Regions from separate parts of the Macaca mulatta genome. Here region 1 is linked to region 2. The links are chromatin contacts, called in public Hi-C maps. All regions are on one chromosome and are shown on one strand. Each heading gives the region's core, a stretch centred on a gene start, on an enhancer-like site or on the middle of the called end of the contact. The rest is flanking DNA. Distances are from core to core; before and after follow the strand shown. Region 1 holds the start of KMT2B (lysine methyltransferase 2B). Region 2 holds the start of TMEM147 (transmembrane protein 147).

Region 1 (7,341 bases), core at 537-3,036, 160 kb before region 2:
TCGACCTAAAAGGAGAATAGGTGTGGGGAGATGGATCAAGCCGGCCCTGCAGACAGAGGAAAGCGCTCCAGGAGGGCAGGGACTAAGTCTTGCTTGTGTGTTTCCCCCGCTGCCCAGACTAGCTTGGACTCTGAACACAGAACACACTCGGCAACTGACAGAGACTAGTTGAACAGGGAAGAGCTGACACGAAGGGCGAGGATAAATTCCTGTGACGCTACAGAGGTGGAGTTCCCCCGTCACTCACCTCGCTGGGATCGGAGCGCAGAGCGCAGGGAACTGGGGGCCACATCTTCATCTGAATGAAAACCCTGAAACTCCTGATTTAGGGGACCAGGGGTGGAGGGGAGAAACAGCAGTCAGTGCCAAAGCCCTCGTTCCACCTGAGGCATCGAGGAATATCCCCAGTTCCCACTTAACATACCCCTGCCTATTTAAAAAGAACAAAAAAGACTCAAAGGTCACGGGGAGTGCAAGAGAGGGTCTTTCCCTAGGGATAGAGGCGCCAGGTATTCTGAACCCCGATCCCCAGTGCTGGACCACAGCAGCACAACCAAAGCCATGGTTCACTGGCTCAGGAGAGACGACGACAGGGTCTCCTCAGGGAAGGCAGCAGGCCCCATACTCAGATTCCCTCAGAGTCCAACTGAGACCAAAGTGGGACCTCCACTGACACCCTCTCGGGCCACAATTTCTTTCTGAATTAAGTTGGGAACAGGGGCCCGCAAGTGGAGGGGCAGGGAGGGCATCAGATGGCTTTCGTACGGGCTCCACTGCAAGCCCTCAGGTGGTTATTAAGCGTCCAGGGTAGCAACCCACACCTTCCTGCCTGTTCTGAAAGGCTGGGGGAGAAATCCTGAGCTGAGCTCTGACCTGCCAGGGTGCCCAGTCCCGGCCTTCATCCCACTCCTGTTCAGCCCGAGCCCCAAGAGGAAACCCTCCACCATTCCACCTGAGATGCCAAGAGGAACTGGGGCCCTGGAGAAACCAGAAGGTTGCGAGGCCCGGCAGGGCGGCCCACAGGTAAGAGCCCAGACAGCTCCAACCTGTCTGCCAAGGCCACGCTGCCGCTGTCAACCAAGACTGGCTGGGCATGCAGTCCCCACTGCCTCCTCGCCCAAACCTCCACCGCCCTAGCTCTGCCAGCTGCCGAAAAGGATCGGCCCAGGACACTTCAGCGGGACCGACATCGGGCGCGAGTGCCCGGCTGCAGCCTGGGCTCCTCTACCCACTTCCAGAGGCCCTTTCCCCCGGAAGCTGCATGCAGCCTCCCTCCCTCCGTGCCCCGTCTCTCCGAAGGAACCCTGAGGACCCGGCCTGCCCACGCCACCCCCGGGACAACCCAGACCCCTGGAAGCCCCGGCCTCCGCCCCACCCGGCGCCGGGGACGCCTCCGACCGCCTCACCTCCTCGTCGGATTCCCCGTCACTGCTCTCCTCCTCCGGCACGCAGCCCCGACTCGGACCCCAGCCCCGGCCCCGACCCCGGCCCCGGCCCCGCTGGACCCGCGGGCCGGCCCACAGGCGGCGGAGCCGGCGCAGGCCCCGGCGGAGCCCCAGCAAACGGAGCAGGGCCGTGTCCTCCCCGGGCTCGGCTCCGCCCGGCCCCGTCGCGCCACCGCCGCGCCGCAGAGCTACCCGCACTCTTTCGGCCCCGTTGCCCCGTCCGCCGCGGCCCCCGACCCCGCCGGCGCCCCGCGGCCGGCCCGGGAAGCGGCCCCGCGCGGAGCCAGGCCCGGGGCAACTGCCGCCGCCCGCCGCCGCCGCCATCTTGGCACCGTGAGAGGGGCCGGGGAGGCGGGGGGAGGGGCGGCCCGTGCGCAGGGCCGGGGGGAGGGGAGAAAGCGGGGGCGGGGCGGGGCGGCACCGGCGCACGACAACAACCAGCGCCGCCGCGGGGCCGCCGGAGGCCGGGGGCCGGGCCGGCCACGCGCAGGGCACCACGGGAGAGGGAGTCCGCGGCCGGCCGGCGCCCTCGGACCGCGCCTGGGGAGCACAGACCCCGCGTTGCGGCCGCAGAGGGCCGAGCCGCGGGGGCCTCCGGGAAATGTAGTCTGGACGCCTCGCTTCTTCCGCCGGCAGCCAAGGCGCGAGGGCTGGGACTGCTGGGTTCCCGGCCAGGACCCGGAAAGCGGGTTGCCGGGTCTCCGGGAGGTGTGGTCCTAGCCCCAGGCTCCTCCCATTGTTCTTGGCGAGGCCGGCGGCCCGCGTGGACTACCACTCCCAGGGTGCCGCGGGCTCGGGCCCCGGGACCCTGAGGCCCTGGGAAATGCAGTTCGCGGTTGCAGGAGGCGTGGGCTGGAGAAGGAGCGGTGGAAGGCATAGTCAGTCTCCGTTCCGGGCGCGATCCGGCGGCGGTTCGGCACGGCCTGGAGGGAAGACGCCGGAGAGGCCGCGGTCTCGGGGTCTGTGTGCTCCCGGAGAGGAGGCGGGTGGCCGAAAGCAGGGTCGGAGCACACGTTCCTCTCTCGCTCGGGCCGAGCGCTCCCAGATCAGACTCCGCGCGCCGTGGATTGCACTGGAAGGGGCGAGTGACTTGCGGTCGCACAGCCCCCACCAGCCTAGGACCGGCATGCCGCGAGGTGTGCCCGGACACCGAGCCCTCGCGGCCGGCTGCCTCCTGGGGAGGACTGGGAGCCTCGGGGGCGGAGGAAGTGTCCACCCCGCTGGACGGCGGACGCAGGACCACCAGGGGCCGCTACAGGACAAGGGGCGTGGGCGAGGGTGTGCACAGACTAAACTTGGCTTTCTAGTCCTGAAGGGAGAGCACAGGAAACTCTTTATTATGGTGATGAGATCGACAATCCCCCCCCCACTACTGTTAACCTTCGCTTCTGCACACTTCAGTGTCCTCACCCTGTAGGGCTCGCTGGCCTGGGCTTCTGCGACCCGCGATCGTCCAGGAGAGGGCACTCGGTGCCCTTTCTGGGGCGGAATTTGCTAGGCCGCCGTAGCAGCGGTGCCAGGTCAGAAGCCTAGCCGGCCCGCTTTTCGTTCTTTAATTGGACTCTTGACTAAGACGCTACCGACACCCCGTCAGGTGGTGGAGGAAGAAGGACAACAGGGAGAGGTCGAGGGCCGAGACGGCCTCGAGGAGGAGTAGAGGAAGGTGGAGCGGATGGTCCATCCTGGCGGGAGTTGGCTGGGCGAGTGACCGCGCATGTGCGCCTGCATGGAGGCCACGCTGGGACAGCCGGCCCCGCACAGGGGGCAGCGGTACGGAGCGGCCCCGTGAGTCCGCAGATGCTTGGTCATGGCCGAGAAGTCCCGGGAGCGCTGAGGACAAAGGCTACAGGAGAAGGGCTTCTCTCCTAGAGCGGTCGGAAGGGGAGGCGGGTGAAGGAAGGAAGCGGGCGAAAGCTGGCCAAGTTAGGGGTGGATCGGGCCACGGGGTGAGGGGATTGCGCGGGAACCGGACACGCAGGTGGAGACGCAGGTGGAGACTCAGGAGCGGAGTTGGGAAGAAAGCTGACAGTTCACACAGGGCGGGGCGCCCATACCTGTGTGGACTCGGTAGTGCGTCTCCATTTGATGCTTGAGTGAAAACCTCTTTCCACAGACAGAGCACGCATAGGGCCGAGACCGAGCAGGAGGGGCCGGGGGAGGGTGCGGGCGAGGTGGGCAGCCTGCCTTGTCCTCATGACCCGCACAGGTTGCAAGTGCACCTGTGGGGACAGAGAAGGCAAAGGAGGGCAGGGCCAGGAATCCCAGCGTCAACTCACTGTACCATTCAGGCAGGAAATCAAGGGCTACAGTGGGGCTGGGGCACGAGTGCCCCGGCCCGACTCACCTTTGTGCCCCTGATGAGACTCTTCCATCTCCCCAGGGCTGAGCTGTGCGGGGCCCTTGGGGAGGGAACCTGGAGAGAACAGTGGGAGGTAGGGGCCCTGCTCAGGCTGGACTCCTGGAGCCCCACCCCAGAGAAGGCACCGTGTTACAGGTGTATGCAGGGCATCGAGGGGCTTACCTGGGGTGGGGCTGGAGGAGGCCAACTGGTTCTGACTCCAGAGCCCTTTGGGGGCATTAAGGGACAGTGGGATCCTGGGATAGGGTGGGGAAGAGTTACAGCCTTGACTAAACCTGAGAGCCTGCCCTCTTCCTGAAGAGGGGGCGTCCCAAATCCTCTCCCCAGGGCTGGGCTTCGGCATGCCCTGTGGCGGCAGCTTCTTGTCTCATCCCCAGCTCAGGAACTGTGCAGTAGAGATGCGGTGCCTTTCCACCCAGCAGGGCTGCCCCTCCTGGGCCACACCCTCCCAGCCTGGAGGCCGGGAACTAGGCCCCTCCACTCACCTCTGGTCCCGCCAGACCTCCTGCCAGGCTCCAGTGGTGGGAGTGCTATGGTAGAAGGGAATACCATATCCGGGCGGCATCAGCAGGATGCTCCACAGGGCAGGCTGGCCCCCCACCAACCAAGGGGCCTCAGCCCACAAGGGCCCCGGGGTGACGCTGGTTTGCAGGGAGCCTGCTGGGGGAAGGGAGCCAGGGAGCTCGCGCAGACTTTCCTCAGAGCCCCCCGGATTCTCCCTCAACCACATGAGCACTCCATTCTTCCCATCTGCTCCCCTTTGGCCAACAGGGGCTTGGAGGCGTTTCTCCTTTGACCTGGTCTGTTCCCGCTGAGCCTCCTGTGTTGCTCCTGCCATCTCAGGGCTGCCTCTTGGTGCCGAGTGCTTGTGCAACATCTCCTGTTCTCTCCCACCAGTTCTAGAAACCTGCTCTGGTTTCTGCTTCTCTCCAGGGTCCCCCAGTTCTCTCTCAGGATTCCTTGAGGGTTTCTCTGGCTCCTCCTGATGTTTCTTCAGGACTGGATCTGGCTCTTTAGCCCTGTCCGCTCGAGCCCTCCAGCATGCCTCTTCCAGGGACTGCACTCCCAAGGCCCTGGCTGCCTCCTCAAGGGGCCTTAGCTCCCCAGGCTGCAGCTCTACACTCTCCCCATACACAAAGTGCAGGAGCTGGGCAAAGGTAGAAGGGCTGATGCCTTCTCCCAGAGCCCACTGGCCCCTGCGGCCCAGCTGCTGGCTGACACCTGCTAGCACCAGGCTGTGGGCGGGGAACTGCTGGCTCCCTACGGTGATCAGAGTATCACATAGTGCTGGCCGGAGCCTGGCTGCTAGCTGTACCAGCCGATCAGAGCCATAGGGGCTGGGCAGTCTTATGGGGAGCAGGGACATTGTGCCTTGCTTGGGTACCAATCTCAGAGGCTCTAAGAGAAAGGCCACAGTGTGAGGTCCATGGTTGAAAGGGGAGGGAGGAACATCTCATCTCATTTCAAGCCTGTGGATGTGAGGGGAGAGAGTGTGAGTTGCTGGTCCTAGATCAGAGCCCTCTGTCCTGAGTGAGCAAATAAAGTAACCCAAGAGAGGATTGGAGCTTATCCAGAATCATAGCAGGTAGGCATGATGGCGAGAGAATGGAAATCAGACCAAATTCAGGACTTAAAGAGCAAGGGCCAGTCAGTTAACAGAAATAGCTAGTAGTGGGTTTTAAGACAGGCATGTGGGAAGTCTTCCAGTTAGCAGCCTCTGACGTAAAAGATATCAGATACTGCCACTTCTGCTTCTCCAAGCCCCTGTGCAGGGAAACACCTCTGCACAAGCCAGGCTTTCTTCAGTACAGACGAGGATCACCACAAAACCCAGTCAACCCCGGCACTAAGGGATGGAGCATGACACAACTTCACCGGAGAGCTTAGAAAGCTGGTGGGTCCTCCCCCAAAAGCCCGTTGTGCCTGAAAGGCAGAGAGGGCAGCATGATAGGGATCCTGGCTGCAGGAACGCAGACGCTAAGGCATCCGGCAGTCATCACCGTGAAGCTGAAGCTTCTAGAACATGTCCTCAGGGAAGGAACCAGACATTCCCATCCAGAGAATGAGGAGAGCAGGTGCAGAAGCCACAGGAGTGGAGGCTCCTGACCCATTGATAGAGAGAGGTTTTGGAGAATGGACCCCTGAGGAGATGGGAGGAAGGGACATGGGGACTGGAGACAGGGAGGCTGTTTCCTCTCAAGATTCGGGTAAGGAGATGGTTTAATTTGTTTTTCATAAGGCAAAAAGTGAAGAATAGAAAGCACCCAACCAGGCAGGAGTTTCTCACACATCAGAACCACCACACTGGCTTTTAAAAAGAGAGCTGGGAACCCAGATACGAAAAGAACCAGAACCTCAGTGTCTTAGCACCCAGCAGGCAGAGTCCTAGGTGCAGGCTCCCTGTGAGCAAGGGCCCTTGGGGTGGGGAGGGCCACACTTGGACACCTCAGGGAGAGGGCTCCAGGTTGGCAGGGAGGGGACAGAAAGAGTTGTGATGGGAAGAAGGCCTCAGCTGGGGAGAGGCCATCACTCACCGCTTGTAGCTTCTTCCAGGACACCGCATGCTCTGAACTACTGTTGGGGCTCCTGGGGCCCCCCCTGGAGCTAGCCCCGCCCCTGACCTCACAGGCCTCCATTGGATGTCCCAAGTATCAGTCTTCCACAGTCCCCCCGAGAGGGTGTGGTTTTCTAACCCTGCCTCTGCCTTCTGCCTGCAGGAGAGACCATCCCTCTACCTCCAGAACACACACGTTCTGCCTCTAGCCTCCTGTCTCCTCACTTTGTGTGTGAACTCCTAGAGTCAAAGCAGTGTATCTGTGACAGCAAGGACCTTGGAATAATCAACCCTGCCTCTGAGTTTCATCTCTGCCATTTACTAGTTGAGTCATCTTGGGCAAGTCACTTCTCTGGGCCTCAGTAACCTCATTCATGAAATAGGGATAATATCTGCTTACCTCATTTGGAGGTGGGGGTGAAGATGAAATGACGTGACGAATATGAACGTGGTTTGTAAGTACACAGTAGCATTCAGTGGTATGGTCGTTTCTTAGAGATGACGGCAGAGCTTACAGCTGCGGAAGTAAAAAGGACTGAAACATTTGGATCCCAAGAATAGACTGGAGGAGCCAGAAGCCAGCTTCCTCCCTCTCCCTGACTTGGTACTGGGAAACCTCATTTGCTGGCTGGGAATGACCTGGGGGCTGGATGTGTGAGTGACTCAGATCCTCCCATCAAGCTCTGAAAGGGGCAACCCCAGGAAGGACCTGTGGTGGTCTTCGAAGAGAAAAACCTCCTTTTCTTGGGCTGATGACAAATGACATTTCTCTGAAATCAGGACTTGGGTTTCTTTCACTTCCTGCCCAAGGGGTCAAGGTCCCCGGAGGTTTCCCCTCTTTTCACACTTTAGAACTCTTCAATCTGAGGAAGGGATGAAGTCTGAAAGGCTCAAGTTTCTTTTTCTGTTTCTTATTATTCTATTATCCCTGATCCTATAGCAAAATTTTCATTTATCCAATAAATATTGATGACATATTTATT
Region 2 (6,559 bases), core at 959-3,458:
TGAGGCTGTGAGGAGAGGAAGAGCCCCCAAGGGCCTTCTCTTGGATTCTAGCTCCCCTCTATCACCTGTTCCCTGAGGGCCCTGGCCTCTGCCATTGCTCAAAGATCATCCAAACATTGTCTACTCCTGACAAACTAGGAGCCTGAGGAACAGGACATGGGATAAGCCAGTGACTGGCTAGCTTCCAGCTTGTCTACCTGGCTCCTGAGCCAGAACCAGGGCCTCTGGGACCCAGGTGGGCACGGTATTGGGAGACAGTTCCCAAGAGAGAGAGAAATGGAGGCAGCAGCAACTTTCCAAATACTGTTTACTTCACTAAAACCTGAAGCGAGTCAGGGAAAGGGTACATCAGTATCTGAGACACCAAGCCTAGGAGTGCACATTGACAACGGCGACGTACAGGGCCAAGGTGCTGAGGGCCAGCAGCCCCGTTACCACTGCTCGGGCCAGTAGGGCTGTCCAGCTGCCCAGTGAGCAGAGGTGGACGAAGGTCCTGCAGGAAAATGTCACCATGAGGGAGGGAGACTAGATAACCCACCCCACTTTGGACCCAGCCCTAAACCCCACCCAGCTCACTCCATCACGAAGGCCTTGTAGACACTGAGGAACATCAGTAGGAGGACAGCCGGCCGGAAGGTGTGGTACAGATCATAGCGTGTTATCATCCAGACCTGAGCAGATGCGACGATGTAATGGACCTGGAGGGAGGCGGAAAGTTGGGGCCAGGCCTCGATAGGAGTATGGCCGCCAGCAGAAATGTGTGTGTGGGAGAGCAGGACTGCCTACCAGACTGATGTTGGAGTCTATGCTCATCTGGATGTACTTCCAGTCAAACTCAATGCCCCGGGCTCCGACCCATAGGGGAATGCAGCTGAGGAAGGCAAAGGATGGGATTCTCCAGTACCCAGACACCTTCAGTACCAGGCTGTGAGCCCCTGCCCTCCAGCACCCCCGTGGAACCCAGGTGTCCCTTCTCAGGTGTCTGGGTTCCAGGCTGCTGCACGCACCGGGACATAATAAGCTCAGCGGTGGCCCAGCCCAGGGCAGCAACCATGATCTTGTACTCCCCCTTGCCGGCATTCCGGGACATGACAAGGTTTAGACCTATCAGGTCTGCCACATCCACGCTGGCCTTCATGAACTCCTGCGGGTCAGGTTGAGGCTTAAGTAAGCACAGGGGACAGGGAGCCCCGCTCCTGCATGCCCTGCCCTTCCCTGGCCCCTCTCACCCCAATGAAGTCATAGATGCCGCCTTCCCAGGTGGGAAAGAAAGTGGCCAAGAACAGCATCTGAGAAGAGAAAGCAGAAAGAGGTCACTTCAAGGTGAGGGGATCAAGATAAACCACGTGGGATTTGTGGGAAGTTCGTGGGTATGAGGAGGGCAGGACAGGTTCTGGGGACCCATCTGGAAGAGGAACCACCAGATGGTGGCAAGATTACAGGAATGGGGGAGATAGAGGATAGGTCCCCGGGTCCCCGAGGGGGCTGGAAGTTGGAGTTCTGGGTGATCACAGGGCATCTGAGTCAGGTTTGAAGGTGCTGCTCCTTGGGCAGTGTTAACAGCATGTAGGGAATCAGTGATCACTCTTAATCGCACCAAAAAAAAAAACACCTCTTAGCCAACCACACTACTGACGTTTTCTCAGTTTTACTAAGTGCGACGCAAAAGTTGCTTTTAGGCCTCTTCTCAGGTCGTGCCCTCTTTAAAGTCTATCCTTTCTAGGTATCCTGACGCCTCCCTACGCTGAGTCCCGAGGGCGGTCCCACCGTGGCGGGGGATACGCAACGGGGGCGGGTCCCTGGGTCTGCAGAGCCTGGGGGCCAGAACACGTGGATTCCGGCGGCCCTTACCTTGCAGAGTTGGACAAAGAGGTAGGTGACTCCAGCCTGGACGCATTTCCAGAAGGCGTTGTACTCGGACCTGGAGAAGCGGGAGGTGAGGCTCGGCCCGGGCCCCGCGCCCTCTCCGCCCCGCGCCCTTCCCGCACTCACAGGCCGCTGCACTTGTAGGTGATGAAGTAGGGGAAGTAGGCGAGAGCGAAGCAGTTCCCGAAGTGAAACAGGGTCATGACGCTGGCCGCCCGGTCCCGCCCGCGCGGGGATCGCGAGGCGGCGTCTCCGGCAGCGGGTCTCCGGCTCCGCCGGTACTTTCGCCACGGCCAGGGCCTGGCGCCCACCTGACTGGCGGGGGCCAGCGCGCGACCTTCTGGGATCAGTAGTCTCGGCGCGGGGCGTCGCGCCCAGTGACGTCAGAGCGCCCGTGGCCGGGCCCGGTTGCCAGCGCTCCCGGCCCAGCGCTGTGGGGAGTGACTTCCGGCCATGCGGGACCTCTCCCGCTGCCATCGCTGTCCCCGTCTCCCGAAGTGGAACCCGGCTTGACGTCAAGCGCGACCCCTCGCCCGTGGGCGCAGGCGATCGAGTAAGGGTGGGGCGGGCCTCAAACCCGGATCAGAACCCGCCGTGACCGGCGCAGAAATACGGGACGCAGCTGTGAGCACTGTTTTTTATTTCACCATGGACCCAGCGGCGTGGGGCGTCCGCCCCGGGTGCCCTTCCTCCCCCGGGCAGCCAGATGCAGGAACGGGAGGCACATGTACCGGCCCTGGCCCCTGGGAAGGAAAGAAGGGACCTTTCCGTTTCACTTGTCTCGGCTGAACATGTAGCGGAGGAGGTCGACCACCCGGTGACTGTAGCCATATTCGTTGTCGTACCTGTGGAGGAGGGATTGGCAGGCTCAAGGGGGTTCCTTCCGACCACCCCTTAGTTCCCCTGCAAGTCTCCAGCTCCTTTCCCCTTACCATGAAATGAGCTTCACGAAATTGTCATTGAGCGCAATGCCGGCCTTAGCATCGAAGATGGACGAGTGGCTATCACCGACGAAGTCCGTAGAGACGACCTGGGCGTCAGAATTTCAAAGATAAGTGTGTCCGGCAGAGCAAGGACTTCCAGGAGCTGACAGTGCTCTTAGCTCTATCGCCCATCCATGCATTCATCTATTTTTGATGCAGCCCTACTGTGTTCAGTCTCTGGGGACAGGGACCAAGGCACTCTACTGGGGTCTGACCAAAGGGCACAGGTCACAAACACCCTCATGCTGTACCAGTACATCCCTTTCCTAGGAATAATGCAAGCATTTGAAATGGGCCAGTATGGAGGGCCTCTCTGAGGGGTGGCCATGAGCCTGAGTCTAGATGACTAGGAAGATCTCACTGGCTCTGGCCCTCAACACAGCGTCTGAGGTGGAAGGAGCTGCAGGAACGGAGAACCTGAGGGTTTTAGCCCTAGTGTCAGGAAAGGCCACAAGAGTGTTTTCACTCCTGAAAATGGGTGATGCAGTGTGATTCCATTAAAACAAAAGATCCTGGCGACTGTGGGAAAGTGGACCTGCAGGAGTTAATGCAGGGAGACAGCACCAAGGTAGATGTACGGGGTCCACCATGACCATGGCATCCACTCCTCACAGAGAAGGCACCTGGCCATGGCCTGGCCCTGAACAAGTATTGAAAAAAATGAGAACTGTTGTCTTTTGTTCACTAAGCATGTATTGGTCACCTGCTGTCTGCCAGGTTGGAGCCAGAAAAGTGAAAACGCAGCCCCTAAATCCCTGTTTTCTTGGAATGCACACACCATTGGGATCAACAGTGACTGACAAGAAATTTCAGGTGAGGAATAGGGCCACAGAAAGAACATCTTTTGAGGGGGTGCCTTGCTGAAGAGGGAGGTTGAAGTAGAGACTTGGAGGAAGTAAGGACAGACTGTGTGGTCATCTGGGGGGGGCAAGCATTCCAGACCAAAGGAACAGGAAGTGCAAAGGCCCTGAGGCAGGGAGATCTCCCTTCCCGCCCTGCAGTTTCTGTCTTGACACATTGAGAGCAGCTCCCTGGCAAGTGGAAATCATGTCCCTCCCCAGAGGGCTCCTCCCAGGGTCTCCTCTCCTCAGCCCCTACCTCATCCTCGGTGTAGGCAAGGATGCCAGCCATGGGCCCCTTGGCTGCTGCTTTTATAGCCTCCTTGATGGCTGAGTAGGGGGCAGGCTGGGCGAGACGGCAGGTCAGGTCCACAACAGACACATCCGGGGTTGGTACCCGGAATGCCATCCCTGTCAGCTTCCTGGAGAATCCCCCATGAAGAACAGGAGTCAGAACTTAGGGACGTTGCCCTCCAATCCCCCTTGCCCTGTGGCCGGGCCAGGCTCCTGCTTTCCCCTTAAGGACTGAGGGCCAGTCCAGTCCTCCCGGGGTATGCCCCCACCCTGGTTGCGGCTTCTTGTCCTCATACCCTTTGAGCTCTGGGATGACTTTGGTCACGGCTTTCGCAGCCCCAGTGGAGGCTGGGATGATGTTCTGGTGGGCACCCCGCCCATCTCTCCAGGCCTTCTTTGATGGCCCATCCACTGTCTTCTGGGTGGCCGTGTAGGAATGGACTGTAGTCTTGGGGAAGAGAAGGACCAAGATGAGGCCTTCATAGTCCTAAGCTCCCATACCTCTTTTTTTCCGGGACTAGGGTAGTGGCCTAGGTGTGGAGGCTGGTGGGGCCACCACCACAGACCACAGGAGGGGACGTGTGCAGGCCAGGGTCCAGCCTTGACTGAGGGTTGTACAGTGTTTTAAAAGACTTCTGCACTGGTGGGCCTCTCCTCCCGAAACCAATCTCTCCCTCTTAACTCCATATAGTAAGCAAGGCCTGGGAAGAAAAGGTTGGGGTTTCCCTGCCATCCTGCCCCAGCCCCTCATCCTCAACTCACCATCAACCCTTCCACGATCCCAAATCGCTCGTGGATGACCTTGGCAAGGGGGGCCAAGCAGTTGGTGGTGCAGGACGCGTTGCTGCAACAGCCAAGGTGTGCACGGGCACTGTGAGGTGAGTTGCAGAGCCACCCCTCCACCCTTACCCCTCTTGGGGTATGCACGCAGACTTGGTTTTGTGAAACGTCAGGATGAGGGTGAGAGGGATCTGTGCAGACACCGTCAGACTGAAGGAGGCACCGAGATGCAGCTGGGGAGGCTCCCCAAGCTTGTCCTCCAGAAGTCATGCGTGTTTAGCAGATAGTTTCGGGAAGGAGAAGTAGAAGCCGAGTGACCAGGAATCCAGTGGAGCTGAGAGTGGGGAGGACGAGTCTACCCTCCCTTCCACACATTGCAGGATGTCGCTGCCCCCCTTACCTCACAATGTTCATGGAGCCAGGGTTATAGTTGTTTTCATTCACACCCATGACGAACGTTGGTGCGTCTGGCGAGGGTGCGGAGATGACCACACGTTGAGCACCTGCTGAGATGTGGTTCTGGGGAGGAAGCGCGGTGTCAGGTGCTTCTGGCGCCATCATCCCCCCAGCTGGCCCTGGACACCTCTCCCCAGCTTACCGAAGCTGCCTCTATGGAGAGGTACACGCCTGTGGACTCCACCACGTAGGGGCTCCCGACATCCCTCCAGGGGATCTGTTTGGGCTCCTTGCTGTGGGGTAGTGGCAGGGCTGAGTCAGTCTCCCCTGCTTGAGCCCCACCTTCATAGTCCACGGCCTTCACCATTTGAAAGGTTGAGCAGATGCTGGCCCACCTGCAACTACCTGCGTCCCCCACCGACATACCTACTTGCTCCAGATGAGCTCCACCCCGCTGGCCTGGCTTTTCACCACTGCCCCACTTTGGACCACCTTCCTTTTGTTGATTGCACCACCTCTGCTATGCCTGGGTATGGGCGGTGACCTCCCCAACTCAGCCCTCAACCTCCTTAGAGGCGCCAACCCTGACTGCTGTCAGCCAGCTCAGACCCTTTCTCTGTATGCTGCCCGGGATGTGGACTCTGTGACTGTGAGGCCTGCCCAGCTGCTTTCTGGTCCCCAACCCCGACAACCTCGCCACGAACCCTCCTAGATCCTCAGTTCCTGCAATAGGAAGCTGGCTGCCAAGGGCCAGGAGAGTCCCTGAAAACAGACACTGCATTAAAGAGAAAGCTCCTGGAGGACGCCTGAAGCCTGAGGCAGCCTTGGGGCAGCAGTGGCTCGTGGTTTACATTAGAAAGGTAAGTGGGGGGAGGTTTCTGGTTTCCTGTTTTATAAATTTACGTTTTTTTATTTTTTTTGAGACGGAGTCTCGCTCTGTGGCCCAGGCTGGAGTGCAGTGGCCGGATCTCAGCTCACTGCAAGCTCTGCCTCCCGGGTTCACGCTATTCTCCTGCCTCAGCCTCCCGAGTAGCTGGGACTACAGGCGCCCGCCACCTTGCCCGGCTAGTTTTTTGTATTTTTTAGTAGAGACGGGGTTTCACCGTGTTAGCCAGGATGGTCTCGATCTCCTGACCTCGTGATCCACCCGTTTCGGCCTCCCAAAGTGCTGGGATTACAGGCTTGAGCCACTGCGCCCGGCCCTAAATTTACGTTTTAACTTGGTATTTTGACAAACGTTTGTATTTGAAACACATTAAACATCTAGTATTGCCATTATCTACTTGGCTTTAGCAAACAAGCATTAAGTGAATATACCTTCCCAGGTTTATTGCGAGTAACCGAGTAACCGAGTGCTTTCCTTCTGTGATTCTCGGTTGTGTGGGTCTGTTTCTTTTGCGC

The links. Hi-C and Micro-C count contacts between places; a contact is called where the count stands out from the background.
Region 1: a contact with region 2 is called in a Hi-C map of fetal cortex germinal zone, with 2.7 times the contacts expected there. The contact joins the promoter of KMT2B here to the promoter of TMEM147 in region 2. A contact is called at or near these places in 3 of 14 Hi-C or Micro-C datasets (fetal cortex germinal zone, fetal cortical plate and liver).

What each region holds. Positions count from the first base shown.
Region 1 is chr19:46,960,949-46,968,289 of T2T-MMU8v2.0, reverse strand. KMT2B (lysine methyltransferase 2B) reads right to left here and starts at 1,786. Exons shown (of 37, transcript XM_015123697.3): 1 at 1,407-1,786; 2 at 248-320; 3 at 1-5. The coding sequence starts at 1,769. ZBTB32 (zinc finger and BTB domain containing 32) reads right to left here. Exons shown (of 8, transcript XM_077982302.1): 3 at 6,759-6,875; 4 at 4,290-5,273; 5 at 3,967-4,040; 6 at 3,790-3,858; 7 at 3,500-3,664; 8 at 2,746-3,310. The coding sequence starts at 5,170. The coding sequence ends at 3,036. LOC106994742 (a long non-coding RNA gene) reads left to right here and starts at 2,273. Exons shown (of 2, transcript XR_001441404.3): 1 at 2,273-5,698; 2 at 6,522-7,335.
Region 2 is chr19:46,805,799-46,812,357 of T2T-MMU8v2.0, reverse strand. TMEM147 (transmembrane protein 147) reads right to left here and starts at 2,208. Exons shown (of 7, transcript NM_001194024.2): 1 at 1,993-2,208; 2 at 1,852-1,921; 3 at 1,230-1,289; 4 at 1,008-1,144; 5 at 787-871; 6 at 577-698; 7 at 294-493. The coding sequence starts at 2,069. The coding sequence ends at 370. It overlaps GAPDHS (glyceraldehyde-3-phosphate dehydrogenase, spermatogenic), which reads right to left. Exons shown (of 11, transcript XM_001095332.5): 5 at 5,361-5,451; 6 at 5,163-5,281; 7 at 4,745-4,826; 8 at 4,279-4,430; 9 at 3,948-4,110; 10 at 2,799-2,896; 11 at 2,490-2,711. The coding sequence ends at 2,639. LOC144329402 (a long non-coding RNA gene) reads left to right here and starts at 2,252. Exons shown (of 3, transcript XR_013410509.1): 1 at 2,252-3,662; 2 at 4,674-6,018.